2 separate regions of the Mus musculus genome follow, and region 1 is linked to region 2. The links are chromatin contacts, called in public Micro-C maps. All regions are on one chromosome and are shown on one strand. The core of a region is the stretch at or near the end of the contact, and the rest is flanking DNA. Distances in the headings are between cores, read along the strand shown.

Region 1 (4,567 bases), core at 177-2,676, 70 kb after region 2:
GTGTGTGGATTCCTCAGGAAAGCGTGCAGCTGTGTGTTCTGCATGTCATGGTGGGACCTTTTATCTTTTCATACTTGGTATCTGAGAACAAGAGATGTAATAAGGCAAAATTCTCCCAGGAACATGCTGGAATGTCATGGAAACAAAAAGGATCCTATATCCAGGGACTTTTCTAGAGATCCCCAACTCAGAACAAACAACAAACAAGTAGATATGCTGGGTTTTGGTTTCAAGAACCTTTGGTCTGCCCCCTGCTTTAGAAGCGCCTGTATGGTATGAGGAAGGTCCTATTCGTTTTGTCATTAGTTCTAATGAGTCACACTCATCAAAGTGCTATTCTTACTCTTCTTGTTTTTAATAGTCGTCAAAGATAAAGCAGGATTTGTGGCTGGTATTTTTTACACCAGAGTATTTGGTTGCCTTGGTATCACACGCAATGAATACATATAGTGACCTCAGGTAATAATGAAGAAGTTTCCACATGCCAGAAAAGGGAAAAAAAAACAACTTTTTTTTTTCTGAAACCAGAGCACCTTTAGTGTATTTTCTAGGCCATAATAATGGCAGTTGCTAACAGATATGGAAGGCCTTTAGTCTTCTTGGTGGAAAAAAATTTTACATGAATTTTCAGGTCCTCAAAAGTTCTTGGGAGATGTTCCAGCTGGTAGCTCAGGGAAGCAAGGCTCACTTCCTGTGAAGAAACAGACTAAATATTCCAGCCTTCTCTGTAGCATCCACCACAACTACTTGGCTATGTGGTTATCATGCAAAAATCTTTGTAGACATTGTATTCCAATAAAGCTTTTTATTAAAATGTGCGTGGGTTGCATTTGGCTCAAACAAAGCGCTTTGCCAAATCCTGGTCTAGAGCAGAAGTTTAATAAGTGTGACCCCTAGATAGACTAGTAGCCTCACTAGGGACCTTACTACCAATGCTTATCTGGCATTCCCACCCCACAACAGAATCCACATACAAGGGCGCTGTTTCTGGTGTGTATGTGTGTGTGTGTGCATATGTGTTTTAATATTTTGTTATGTGAGAGCCTACACCACAGACATGGACAGTGCAATCCAAGAACAGCTTGCAGGAGCTCTCCTTTCTCTTTGCACCATATGGATCTCAGGAGTCCATTCAGGTTGTCTGGATCAACAGCAAGTGCCTTTACTTTCTGAGCCATCATCCTGCTGGCCTTGTTTCTGTTTTCATTTTTAGTCATTTTTTTTTGAGATTATAATACAATTCTGTCATTTCCCCCTTCCTTTCCCCCCTCTCCAAACTCTTTAGTATACCCTGTCCTTGTGCATGTGTTTCTAAATACAGAAATACTGCTCATTTCATAATGTTGCTTATACGTGTGCTCTCAGCGCTGAGCATTTGGTATTGCGTAACAGTTGGTATGGCATCCTCTGTTTCTGTTTAAACAAGGCCTGTAGATGATGTCTGACTCACGCCTGGGAACTGTTGATCTAATAAGACAGAACCGAAGTTCACTGAGTATCTGCTCTGAATCAGCTGCGTCTAGTACCTTTTCTCATCGAATTATTAAAACTCTTTCAACTTGATGTTTTCCTTGTTTCACAACTGGGGCCACTAAATCTCAGAGGGGTTAAATGACCTGTCAAGGACAAAACTCCTGTAGGCCATGGAGATGTGTTTTAAACCTTGGCTGCCTGACTCTAGAACATACATCAGCTAAAGTATGCCACAAAGAGTCTTGGATGTCCATTTATCTTCCTCCCCAGCTGCTGGCTTTTCAGTGGGAGGAATTAAGGACTGGGTAGATTGGACAGATTTGCTTCAGACCCCTAATTCTTTCTCTTAATGCAGTGATTTCCCCTATGCACCACAGCAGAACTGCAAAGTCAACAGAAACTTTCCAGGGTTGGGGCAGAAAATGATCCTAGCCAAATAGGCCCTTCACAGCACTGTCTGGCCCATTGGACATCTCCCCATCAAGAAATAAACTAATTCCACAACGGTTGAGGCAGGTCCTGGATTGTCCCCGTTACTGAACCAGAGCTCACATCTGAGCACACCGCAGTCACTTCACCCAGCCTTCCCCAGTTCCAGGAAACAAAGGCAGTCAGGTGATCTTAAGTGTGTTTTAACAATTCAACCTGGAGTGCCAAAAGACATTTGCTGAACTTCTATTAATACAATTACTGTCTACTTTGTATATATTAGCTTCCAAAATGTTTTTAAAAACAAGCCAGGTTAGACCTATCCTATTATCCAAGGGAGAGAAATAAAAGGTAAAATTATTGTAACTGAATTTGTAAAAGTACTATACAATTATCTGAGCTCTATAACTTACAAGCTCTCTCTTCTCCCCTGTTCTAAGTGCCCCAATCCTAGATGCCCTGCTACTTGATAGGTTTAATGTGTGTTCATAATTTTGAGGCACACCTCCTGTGCCTTTCCCTCCTAAGTAGAAATAGAATCCCCCAAGAACACTGTGTGCTTTCTGTTGTAAAAGCTTGTGTTTATATTTCGATTTTACTTCCAAATGAGATGTGTTTCTGTAAAATGCAAGTAAAATTAACTCCAGAAATGTGAACAAAAACAATGAAATAAGAGTGGATTTAACACTTCATAATTTGACATTTGGAAGCACAATGCAAGGTCAATTCCACTAGGCTGCCTCTTCATCCCTTACTTCCGGTGTTTTCCCACTTCTAAGTCCCACCCAGAGACCCATAAAAGCATTATTCTCTTCCATGCAATAGTTTCATGCACAATGTTCAAAAAACGTAGTCTCCTGGAGAGGATTATCCAGAAGTTCCACTGTGTTCAAATGTAACTCATGCCCCTCCCCATCATCATGTCGCTGAGACAGAGCCCCACTCGAGAAACGCCTCTCATTCTTCCACGTTTTAGAAACATTGCCCTCCTCCAACAAAGCTTCAGTGGGAACTGAAGTGTCACAATCCTGCTTAAAACCATGCTACAAATCCAACTAAGGTTATTTGTAAAGGCTTCTTTTGCAATGAACTCAAAAAAAAAAAAAAAGATGAAAAAAATAGCCCCCTTCTTCATAAGTTTTGTTAGTGTCCTAGCAATGCCTTAACGGAATGCTTAAACTCTGTCACTTGAAACAGCAGAAGAACATTCCCGTGTAATTCTGGCGAGGAAACATCTGAAAGCACGTTTCTGGCAGGGCCATATTCTCTGTGCCAGCCATGGGAAAAATCCCTCCTTGTCTTATCCTCGATTCTGGTGGTTTTCAGTGTTCCTTGTCCCTCACAGATTCCCTTCTCTAAGCTCTGCCTCCATCTTCATGACGATCTTTTCTTGTATCTCTGAATCTGACTCACCCCGCCTCTGGTGCCCTATCCCCTCTTGTATCATTTCACCCCAGCCTGATTACACCTGCAAAGGCTTTCTTCCCAGATAAGGTCGCATGTGCAGGTAACAGTGTCATGAATTATCTCACTTTCCTCTAACCCTAAAGCCAAGACACAGGACGTCTCTGTTTGTCCTCATGTAACCTTGATTAGTCCAGATTAATACGAGTTACTAGGCATCTATTTTCTTCTATAGCAGGAATCCCAGACAGTGTGAATCATTGTGGATTGCGGGCTCAAGTGCCCTTCGCTGCCAGCTGCCTAGTGGGAATTCTGTAAGCTGAATGCAAGCAAGAAGCTGCTCTTCATGTCTATAGAGATTCCCACGATATGATTTCTATCTGCCAGGGATTACTCCTGAACGACTGCCCAAACAGTGTGAAAAATCTATTTGTCAGTCGTCTTTTATTCTATGACTGATAAAACTGAATTTTATAATTGAATCATATTGCAGATTTGTACATTGGCAGATTTTTGTTTTAATTCCTTAGCCCGTGGGAACACCCAAATCCATCCATCATTATTGCTCATGTTCTCCCAGCTCTGTCCTATTGGTGGCTGGAATTTGGAGTAGTATTTCACTCAGAACACTGTGTGGTACAGAACTAGATCCGATCTTCTGTAGTGAGGATATAGTAAATCATGAAATAGTTTCACAGTGTGACTGAGAATCTGTTGTTTAGCTCCTCATTACAAAGGGGATCTGGAACCTGATATGTCAGCACTCAAAAGTTTAAGGTAAGAGGATCTTTCTGCCCTTGGGATAAATCTAATCAACAGACACATTTGGAAAGCATCCTGGTCTACTCACAGATCCAGGCTGTACACTAAACAAACTGAGAAAGTGGTTGTTGGACTAATCTGAACAACAACAACAAAAAAAATCAATACTTTTCAAAGAAAGATCCCAGAATCTTGTGTCTTCACAAGGCTTTGCATATAAATAGTAGTAATAGTCCTGCAAAGAAACTGAATATTGGACACCAATGTTAATATGCACCAACCCTGATTTCTCATGATACTTTTAACAAAAACTATATGCTAAAAGAGAATAGAAATTATAATCTATTGAATAAATTAAGGAAATGAATTCAGGTAATTAAAGGACAATAAAATCTCACTGAACCAAGAGATGTGACATCTGAGTATGGAATCAGTTGTGACAAGAAGGCAGATGGAAATTTTAGAACCAAAAATATTTATAACTAAAAATTCAAATTGA
Region 2 (4,543 bases), core at 1,417-3,916:
TTTTCTTAGTCCCCAGGAATTCCTTTAGTCAACGCATGGCTCTGACAAAGACAACTCAGACTAAGTAACTGGTCCGTGGTTTTCTAGACTGAGGATTCTAGATAAGAATGTTTCGATAGCACTGCATTTGCTTTGATGACTCAGTGTAAACAAAGCACTGGGCCTGTGCCACACCATGTAACCTTACAACAATTCTATGACATAAGCAGGGTTCCTCTCGCTGAGCAGGCAACCAGTGCACAGAGAGCTCACGCAGCTTGCTGAAGTCTATCCACAAAGCTTATATGTTCTTAATCATAGCTGCCTCAAATTCTTTCATCTAAGCATGCTATCTATTTTATTAATGTTGGCTTTGTAATATTGTCATATGGCAGAAGTTCACCATTTTTTCTTTCAAAAATTTAAGCCCAATAAATATTTAAGCAAACACATATGGAGAGTATTGGCATTTGGAAAACAAATGCCGACTTCTAGGCTTTTGTCGATATTTCACTTGAACCCTTCTTCTGACGAAGCCAGTATACTAATATAACTACCTTTGGAGATATAAGGATTTTGATCATTTTTAAAAATATAGAGGGACTCCGAAGAGGTGGCTCAGTGGCTATAGGGGCCATGCAGGGTGGGGAGCAGCTGTCATTGGGATGTAAAGTAAATAAGTAAAATTAACAGAGAAAAGATGTAGACAGGGAGAGATGGTTCAGTGGTCAAGAGCACTTCTTGCAGAAGACCTGGGTTCAGTTCTCCACACATATACGGTGTGGCTCACAGCAGTTTGTGATTCCAATTCCAGGGATCCAAGGCTCTTTTCTGGCATCCATGGGTACCAGATATGCATACATCACATATGTACACCTGCAGGCACTTGTATATATAAAATAAAAATAAATACATCTTTCAATAAATAAATAAAGTGGAAAGGAATATCTGAAATTGTCCAGTTTTAAGATTGTGCTATAATTATATCTTAAGTTCCTCCTAGGTAGCCTGAAGATGAACTACAGGTACTAAGAACACATGGCCCAGGGTTCTGCTAAAAAAATCATGTTTGAAAAAAAAATCAATGGTGTTTAATGTCTTAGTCAAAATTCTATTACTGTGAAGAGACACCTGACCTTGGAAACTCTTCTAAAGGAAAGTCTTTAACTGGGACTTGTTCACAGGTTCAAAGGTTTAGTGTATTGTCATCATGGCGGGGAGCATGGTAGCACAGGGGAGACATGGTGCTGGAGAAGGAACTGAGAGTTCTATTAAGCAGGATTTGTAGGCTCAGGAAGAGAGGGACACATACTTGGCCTGGCTTTAGCATTTGAAACCCCAAAGCCCACGCCCAGTGACATACCTCCTCCAACAAGGCCACACCTCCTCCAGCAAGGCCACACCTACTTACTCCAGCAAAGCTACACATTGTAATCCCTGTCAAATAGTGCCTCTCACTAATGACCTTATTGAAATCTATATCTGTGGTGGCCATCCCTATTCAAAGCACCACATTCAGCTGCTGTATGCTCAAACAGTATGTTTGCCACCTGTAAAAATCACTAATTATACATGTCTATGATAATTATACATATACTAATTAGCCTTATACGCATGGTATTTACTTATACCATGCTTCTCACCTCAATCAAATACACAGCCATCACCCTGAATAGTTTCGTCCTGTGCCCTGTTAGGGATCGAGTGGCCTGCTTCCTGGCATCCCAGAGTTGTCTGTTCTTGAATTTTGCATGCATGGGATCAATAGTACATATTCATTATGCCGGGCTTCTTGGACACAATACACTCTTGAGATTATCCATATTGTGACATAGCTCAGTGCTTCACTCTACTGTATTGCCAAGTAGTTTCCCGGTGTTGGTCCGGACACACTGTGGTTATTCTAGTTACCTGTTAAAGATCTGGGATGCTCCCACTTTTGATGTGTTATAAATGTAGCTGTAAGGAGTATTGATCCTTTGTAAACATCTTTTTTTCATGTCTGGCTTCTACTTTCTTCTGAGTTATTTGAGCATTCTTTTTAAGATATTTAAAGTTAAATAATTTCAATCATTTTTAATGAAAGTGTTATTTTAATAACACATTTAATAAAAGCTTACAATAATAAAGTAATGCCTGGAAATTTTCTGCTCTCTATATTAATGTTTTTTGTTTGGGGCCCTTTTTGGTAGCCAACTATATAATCAAATATACTCAAAAGAATAATATGTTCTGTTTCTGTAAGATGCATATTTATAATATATTCATTTCTACATAAATATAATTATATAATTTACATAAATTATATAAGTTTTATATAAATGCATTTATTTTAATATTTAAATATCCTTGTCTTCTAATAGTTAATTTGGTACTAATATTACATGGCACAAGAAATCTTTGTGAACTATATATTCTATCATTCCATAAGCCCCTTTCCCTTAAATTCTTATATAGTCTAATAGTAATATTATTAATATTATTTTTGCATATATTTTGGTTTATGCTAAATGAAAAATTATTTTTGTGTTTATATATTGTTCCCTTTAAGGGTGTTCCTTATTGGAAACACTGAGCAGCTAGGAAAAGCTGTATCTTTTCAGAAGAAGCCACTGGCATGCACTGTCTAATATTTGTGGTCAGCCATGCTGGCTGTGGTCTGTCCCAGGCTTGCATCAAGGGCAGGCTTTTGCAGAAGCTGGTCCATTTGCATTTTTCTGAGTCATACAGAATGACTGACTATTTATCCTCTGGAGAATGCAGAATCGTAGACTCATTCTATGGAATTATCCGTGTGCTCTGCAGACCCTCTTGTGGAAGAAGTCAGGGCCTGGGGATTTCTGGCAAGGTCAACATCTTCACATGTATTAAAAATTCACATTTCAGGTCTGTTTCTTATAGGGTAGCTTATTTATATGATACAATACTTTGATCCTTTTATTAATTCAACTAACTACAATCTTTAGTCAAGTTAACGTCTCTGGAACTTTGGTTTCTATCTTGAAAGTGGTGATATATTTTTGCTTAAGAACTTCGTTATACTGAACATCTGACAGTATCCGGAGAATGTGAAGTCCATGTTTTCTCCTCACCCCGCAGGGACATTTGATTGATCAGTAGCAGGAAGTCTGTTTATAGACAAAGAGAGTCTTCAGATGTCTTGGTAACCAACTAGCTTATCATAGAATTGTTTTGGTATGATACCATCACCATAATGACCATAAGACATCTGCTGTTTTAATAAGGACACTACTGCAAACACTGTATTTCATAAAATGGCCCCTTGTGCAGTTTTCTGCTCTCCTTTGAACTGGATTCACTTTCACTGGTCCCTGACCTAAGAACATCCCATAATTCCTTCAGACTTCAGAGCAGTCAAAGAGGGAGAATGCCAACCGCTTTTTCTTAGCTCTTCTTACATATTAGTTCATAGTTTGCACAATGCTCTTTCAATCACTTATGTTCTAATGTAAAATAGAATCATTTTCTCCTCACTACAGTTCTTAAAAGCCATTTTCCAGGAGTTATTTTGCCAAGCAGCATTATTTAAGATAGTTAATAATAAAATAACAAACTAACATTTGGGTAGGACTCTGAATCTGTACACACGAAATAAAAAAGGGCAAGCTCTTCAGTAAAATGGACTTTCTCGTAGACACTATGTTTTGGATATTAAATTCACTGTCGCTGAGCTAAACTGTTGCTTGCTTCTTTTGTTTTGCTTTTGCTTTGTTTTAGGGCAATCATTAGGATTTTAAATAAAAGTTACCATTTTAAATTTAAAAAAAAAAACATCACTTTTAAGGACTCACCCTGAAGGAGCAAACACAAACTAAGGCAAATAGCACTAGGCCAAATTAAAAGCATGCGGGAATACCGAGTTACATGGAATTCCCTTAACTGAGTGACTTAAACAAAAATCATTAGCTTCTCTTTTTCTTTCCAAATTAAACAACCTCTGCATATAAATCACACTATATAACGTGTGATTTCAAAGTATAAACAGAATTTTGATTTGCTTACACTCATAGCTACCCTCAGTGTTGGGGATACACTTTCATTTGGAGGTTGAAAACTGAGACCTGGTGGAAGGGATAAGTATTGGAATCAGGGTCCTGACAGCAAATGATGCCTGATCTTCCACTGAGAAAATAAATGCAAAGGTACATGCGTTACTGTCTAAGTTAAAGGTCACCCTTGCTGCATGCTGTGCCACTAAAGGGAAGCAGCAGCCACAGGGCCTACTTTGGACAGTAAGCCAACACAATGTGGCAACTTAGTGCCAGTAAAGGACAAGGCAAGCCGTTGACTGACCCAGGACTCTGCAGGCCTGCGGGTGTTGTTTTAAATGCACAGGCAATGCCAAAAACGAGTTGAGTTTCTATGAGATGCTTATGCCCACACAGCTGTCTGGCTCTTCTTTCTTTCACTTCAAAGAACTTTTTAATGCAAAATATGTCTGAAGTTCATATTCACCTCAGTGCCCGGAGGAAGGCAAGCCATAAAGCCTATTCTATAGATGACATGAGCCCAGTGCCAGGCACAATGAGGTGCTCTGAAATGG

What was found. A called contact is a pair of places that touch in the nucleus more often than the background predicts.
Region 1: a contact with region 2 is called in a Micro-C map of granulosa cells, with 1.6 times the contacts expected there. The contact joins two enhancer-like sites. A contact is called at or near these places in 4 of 484 Hi-C or Micro-C datasets (granulosa cells, nephron progenitors, pancreatic cancer cells and 1 more).

What each region holds. Positions count from the first base shown.
Region 1 is chr3:145,266,850-145,271,416 of GRCm38.p6, forward strand. No RefSeq gene overlaps it. Among named protein-coding and RNA genes, the nearest start is that of Col24a1, 23 kb to the right of the region's middle. Within about 2 kb of position 1,427, at least 35 of the 459 cell types and tissues checked have an H3K27ac peak or open chromatin away from gene starts, as enhancers often do. A contact at or near this core is called in granulosa cells and pancreatic cancer cells, where this site is marked.
Region 2 is chr3:145,195,590-145,200,132 of GRCm38.p6, forward strand. No RefSeq gene overlaps it. Among named protein-coding and RNA genes, the nearest start is that of Odf2l, 79 kb to the left of the region's middle. Within about 2 kb of position 2,667, at least 19 of the 459 cell types and tissues checked have an H3K27ac peak or open chromatin away from gene starts, as enhancers often do. A contact at or near this core is called in granulosa cells and pancreatic cancer cells, where this site is marked.